Regions from separate parts of the Oryctolagus cuniculus genome. Here region 1 is linked to region 2. The links are chromatin contacts, called in public Micro-C maps. All regions are on one chromosome and are shown on one strand. The core of a region is the stretch at or near the end of the contact, and the rest is flanking DNA. Distances in the headings are between cores, read along the strand shown.

What was found. Hi-C and Micro-C count contacts between places; a contact is called where the count stands out from the background.
Region 1: a Micro-C map of ear pinna shows a contact between it and region 2, with 3 times the contacts expected there. The contact joins the enhancer-like site here to the promoter of AHCYL2 in region 2. A contact is called at or near these places in 4 of 6 Hi-C or Micro-C datasets (ear pinna, psoas muscle, skin fibroblasts and 1 more).

What each region holds. Positions count from the first base shown.
Region 1 is chr3:165,472,869-165,475,568 of mOryCun1.1, reverse strand. The region is part of intron 1 of AHCYL2 (adenosylhomocysteinase like 2); the gene reads right to left. Among named protein-coding and RNA genes, the nearest start is that of AHCYL2, 68 kb to the right of the region's middle. Within about 2 kb of position 1,293, at least 1 of the 8 cell types and tissues checked has an H3K27ac peak or open chromatin away from gene starts, as enhancers often do. A contact at or near this core is called in ear pinna, where this site is marked.
Region 2 is chr3:165,404,407-165,407,106 of mOryCun1.1, reverse strand. It overlaps AHCYL2 (adenosylhomocysteinase like 2), which reads right to left and starts at 1,314. Exons shown (of 17, transcript XM_008258210.4): 1 at 862-1,314. The coding sequence starts at 1,248.

The DNA.
Region 1 (2,700 bases), core at 44-2,543, 68 kb before region 2:
TGCACACACAGAAGCTACGGTTTGGATGTAGACCGTCCCACAAAGGTCCATGTGTTAAAGACTTGCTCTCCAATTTCAATGTTACTAAAGAAGGTGGAAACTTAATCCAATGATCGTGTCCAAAGGTAGGGCCTCTGGGAAGTGATTAGATTGGACTGGGTCATTAGGGTGCCACCCTGTGACTAAATCGTGGTGGCATTATAAGAGACCACATAGACACAGACAAACCAGGTGCTCCCTCTTGCAGTGTGATGCTCTGTGCCCTCTTGGGATTCTGCCAGCAACAATGCCCTCACCAGGGGCTGAACCAATGGGGCCACCTGATCTTGAGACTTTGACTCTCAAAAACAGAGCTGAAGTAAAGCTCCTCCTTCCTTCATAAGTAAGTCTGTGTCAGATATTTTGTTGTAGCAACAAAAAGCAAATACTGAAAACTGGTACTGAGAGGGGGACCATTACTATAACAATATCTAAAAATGTGGAGGAGTCTTTGGAATTGGTTTATGGGGAGAGTTTGGAAGAATTTACAGTAGACTAGAGAAAGCCAGAAGGTTGTAAATGAAGTGTTAGGGTGATTCTAGTGAGGGCTTAGAAGACCACAATGCTGACGGGCTTGTGGATGGAAATGAAGATTCTTTTGGGCTTTGGACAGAAAACCACCCTTGGCAGTGACAGTATCATGTCCCCAGTCTGATTCTTTGTGGGCAGCTGAGTTTAGAGGTGAGGGACTGGTCTGGTTGACAGAGAGGAGGTTTCAAGGCAGCAAAGCACTCAGGCTGTGCATGGATGTTACTGGCTGCCATTAGTGAGAATCCGGAGTTAAAAAAGAGCAGAGCAGAAAGATGTGGAAAATTCACAGCCTGGCGAGAGGAGTGAGGAAAAAAGCATGTTCAGGCCAGAAGAATGCAATAGAAAACCCACTTGCTGACAAGATTAGCACAAGATAAATGGGAGGCATGTACTATTCAGCAAAATAACAGGGAAAAAGCCTCAAGGGCACCTCAGAAGTCTCCAAAGCCACAGCTCCCAACACAAGCCCACAGGTTTAGAAGTGACAACTTCTTTCAAAGATCTTCCAGGGCAGAATCCTTTCCAGAAAATGCCTGGGGAACCCAGCTCACCCAGGGCCAACTTCTGATTCTGGCTTGCTGACTAAGTGCTCCAAGGCCACTTTAGCCCTAGTTCAGGCAGGCGCAGATGCAGTTTTTGTGCTGGTGGCAAATTTTGGTATCAACCATATGATGCTAGTGTTGCTAGCATGCAGAATACAAAAGTTATGGGGTCATGGTGGCTTCCACGAAGATTTCAAAGGAAAGCATGGGAGGCCAGACAGAGTTGTTCTACAAGGTTAGAGCCCTTGCGAGGAACCCCTGATGAGTTGATGCCTAGTGAAGCTGAGGGAGTGAAGACACAGGGAAGACCCCAGAAGGGCCAAAGAACCAAAAATATGAAACACTCACCAAGGAAACACGCAAGCAGTATGCAAAGCAAGCTTTGGAAAGCCACACATACCAGCACACAGCCTCAGAGAGCAGCGATTTGGGCAGAGAATAACAGAACCACCTAGATTTCAAAGTATGTCTCCGACAACCTAGGGCCCACCCAGGTAGAGACCTGTTGCGGGAATGGAGACAGTGAAGAGAGCCTCCACGAGAAACGGGGGGTTGGAGCAGCTGCCGAGTGTCCACCAGGGAAATGCCTTCTAGTGGAGCTGTAGGGATGAAACTCCAGTCTGTGAGAACTGAAACGTGCACTGTAACCAGCAAAAAATGGGAAACAGGGGTACCCAAACACTTGGAGGCTTGGTCCTTCTGCCCTGCTGATTTTGGTGTTGCTTTGGTTGGTTAATCCTTTTTTCCTGGCTGTTCCCCTCTTTGGAACGGAAATGCATATCCTGTGTATTACAAGTACCAGTTGCAGTTGTTACAAAGCTTAAGGGAGGAATAGATGACCTCTCAGGTGCTTTTCAAATCTCAAAGTCTAAAATTCTGTGACTGGATTATTTTTAAAGGTCTCTAAAATCCTTTGGTTCTTCTTTCCCAGGGATCTGGCTCAATTTTCCTCTCCCACTGGTTAGCAATGGCCTACAAAACACTGAACAAACAACTCCTTGTAAAAAGCACATGAACTAGGACTGACTCCCACTTCAGTGCTGGGAGGTTTCAGCACCACCCACTTCAATTCTGCAGTCTGGATATTGTACTGCTTAATTAGGTTAAACAGCCAGTACTGACTAAACACGTGGAAAATTTGGCTGTACCCAAAGGTGGTAAACTCTTGTGTTTTCTCTTTTCCCACACATAAATTGTCTGGGAACAGCGGTCTCAAAATCTGGCCCAGAAACCCCAGGAGGTACCCTTTCAAGGGGTACTTGAGGTCAAAAGTATTTTCAGGGTACAGGTTGAGCATATCTAATTTGAAAATCCAAAATCCAAAATCTAGCGCTGACAGGCGAAAATCCAACTTTGAAACTTTCATGCACAAAATTATTCAAAATGTATAAAATTACCTTTAGGCTATGTATATAAGGTACATATAAATGAGTTTTGTGTTTTCACTTGCGTCCCACCCCCAAGAGATCATTGTACTACTTATGCAAATATTCCAAGATCTGAAAAAGTCTGAAGTCTAAAACACTTCTGATCCCAAGAACCATCAACCTAAAATACTAAGGTATTTACCTACATTACTCTCATTATC
Region 2 (2,700 bases), core at 65-2,564:
ATTTCAATTACAATCACAAATCACTGTGTAGAGTTTGCCTAGGAAATCTGCCACCATCCGTTTTCCCAGGGTCCACGTCTCTGTGTCAGTGTTTGTCCTGTCTGTCGGTGCTGATTTCGCTCCCAGACAGAAGACAGCCACGCCACGGGCAGCCTCGCGGACTGGTAGCCCAGGGGCGTGGTACACCTGGGGGCACTTGCTCCCCGCAGTTCCGAGGCGCCCTCCACACGGTGCAAGAAGCTGACAGCTCAGACAGAAAGCCTCACAATGACTGCCCCCACCCCGCCCCCCAAGGCAGCATTTCTTCCTAACACTTTCAGATGATAATAAAGGAGCCAAGGAAGCAATCCTGGTGGCCAACGACAGAGCAGGGAGGACAAACCTTTTCAGGGGGAAAAAAAAAGAGTAAGGAGAATCCCTCCTGCGCCTTTACATTCAAAGACGTGAGGCTTCCACGCGAGCTGGGAAGCAAGGGCACGGCTGCTCTCCGGACGCGGCCGGCCGGGGCGTGGGGGGACCACACAACTCCCAGGCTTGCCATGCGAGCTCTCCAGAGACGATCCCTGCACCCCGATGGCTGGGAGGGTCCCCACGCCCGAGTCAGGGGGTGCGAGGGGCGCCTCTCTCCCACCCCGCCTATTGCAAGTAGTAGCGGAGCGCTCCCTCCATGTTACTCGGAGCCAAGTGCGGCCGAGCCGCCCGGAGGCCGGGCGGCCGCACCCCCGACACTCGGGGCTGCAGGGGCAGGCGCTCTGCTCCCGCGATCGGAAGGGAGGGCGTGGAGGGGCCGCCGCGGCGCCGGACGACCCGCGGCTCCCGCTCCTCCCTCCCTCTCCTCGAGAGGCAGCCCGGCCCCAATACCTTCTTGACCGTGCGCGGCGCCTCGGTGACGGTGCCGTCGGGGCTGACCAGGGCCTCGCCGCCGTCGCGGTGCCGCTGGTGCTGGTGATGCGGGTCGCTCCGCTTCATGGCCGACGCCTGAGGCACCTTCCCGGCGGCAGGGCTGAGAGCCGCGGCGGCGGCGGCGGCGGCGGCGGGCCCCGAGCCCGGGCCGGGGGCCGGGGGCCGCTCCGCGGCAGGAGCTGGAGCCTCGGGGTCTCCGCCGCCCGCTGGGGGGACCATGGCGCCCACGGCCGCGGCGCTCAGTCCTAGCTGCGGCTCCGCCTCGGACGGACTCAGGTCCTTCAGCTCCACCTCAGGCACCTTGGCTGCTGCCGCCGCCGCCGCTGACACAACCTGCACCGACATCACCGCCTCCGCTGCAACCGCCGGCTCTGACTCCAGCTCCAGCTCCGGCTCGGCCCCGCCTCCCACCTCCCTTCCCCTTCCCTCCCCCATTCCCCCACTCCTCCCCTCCATCGCCTCCGCTCCCACCCCCTTCCTCCGCCCGCCTGCCCGCCCGCCCGCCAGCCCCGGCTTCTCCAGCCCCGCCCCTCCCCGCCCCGCCCCCGTCCGGTCCGGCTGGCGCGCGAGGCGCCTCGGAACCTGTAGTGCGCTTGCTCGGGACGGCGCCCGGCGAGGACACTGAGGGACCTCAGCCCCCGACCTGCACCGCGCGCTGCGGGGGCGTGGCTTCGCGGCCCCCTGGGAGTTGTAGTCCCTTCCGGCCTTTGCTCCAGGACGCCTGGGAGAGGGAACTCCTGGGCCTAGGGCGGGCGGCTAGGGGAGGGGAGTGGGGATAGGAGACTCTCCAGTGGGGATGAAGACGAGAAAGTCTGCAGAGGAGTTGTGGCTTCCGGGCCAGGAACGCCAGAAGCCTCAGGGAAAGTGGGGGAGGAAGGGCGCGCTACCCGGCCGGCGTGACTGTCCTCCGAGTGCGCGCGCGTCTGCGGCCACGTGAGCCGGTGTTTCAAGGCAGAGCGGCGGCGTCACGGGAGGAGGGCTCTGCCCGGGTGGAAGTGGCTAGGTTTTCCTTTCTTTCCCTGATGCCTTTGCAAACTTTAATGCCTTTGTTTTCAGAACGAATAAGACAGGACCTTGTGTGCTTTGGTGACTTCGGGCACATTTCGGGTCTCCAAGCTGACAACTTCGAAGGCTGAGGAATTCGCGGGTCTCCTTAAATGAGGCCACATCTTTTGACCTATTAATTCTGCGAGGAAATAATCAGAAATCCAAGTTCGTGAGTCGGCATAAAGGAATATTCATTAACATACGAATGGTCATTTCTCCAAATGATGAGATTTTGGGTAGCTTTTACTTTGTGTGTACCTTTCTGTAGTCTTTAAATTGGCAGTTTTTAATAACAGAGACGTATTTTAAACTGTCCAAAATATAATGGTTACAACCTCTACAAGTAAGTTTCCAAGAACTGTTAATAAGATAAATACGTGCTTATGATAAAAAATACTAATCTAAGCAGACGAAAGTGAACAGTAAATGAGATTTTATATAAATAACTCTTAAAATACATTACACTGCAATCAACTCTGATGACAGATGAAGAGACGGATTTTTTGCTTCTCTGTTACTCAGACTGAGGCACAGTTTATGCCTTAATAACCCGGACAACTCAGGCAGGCGACTTTGGAGTAACCATTTTTCCCCCTGGTAAGGAAGAGAAGTCCCCTGCCTGGCTCTCTCCTTCCCTTGAGCTACTGTGAACCTGTGAACTTCGTGGAGCTGTCCTGGTTGGAAGGGAAGCTCTCATTCCTGGTGTCAGATCTGTGCCTCCCACCAAGACATCTGAGCGCTGCGATTTCT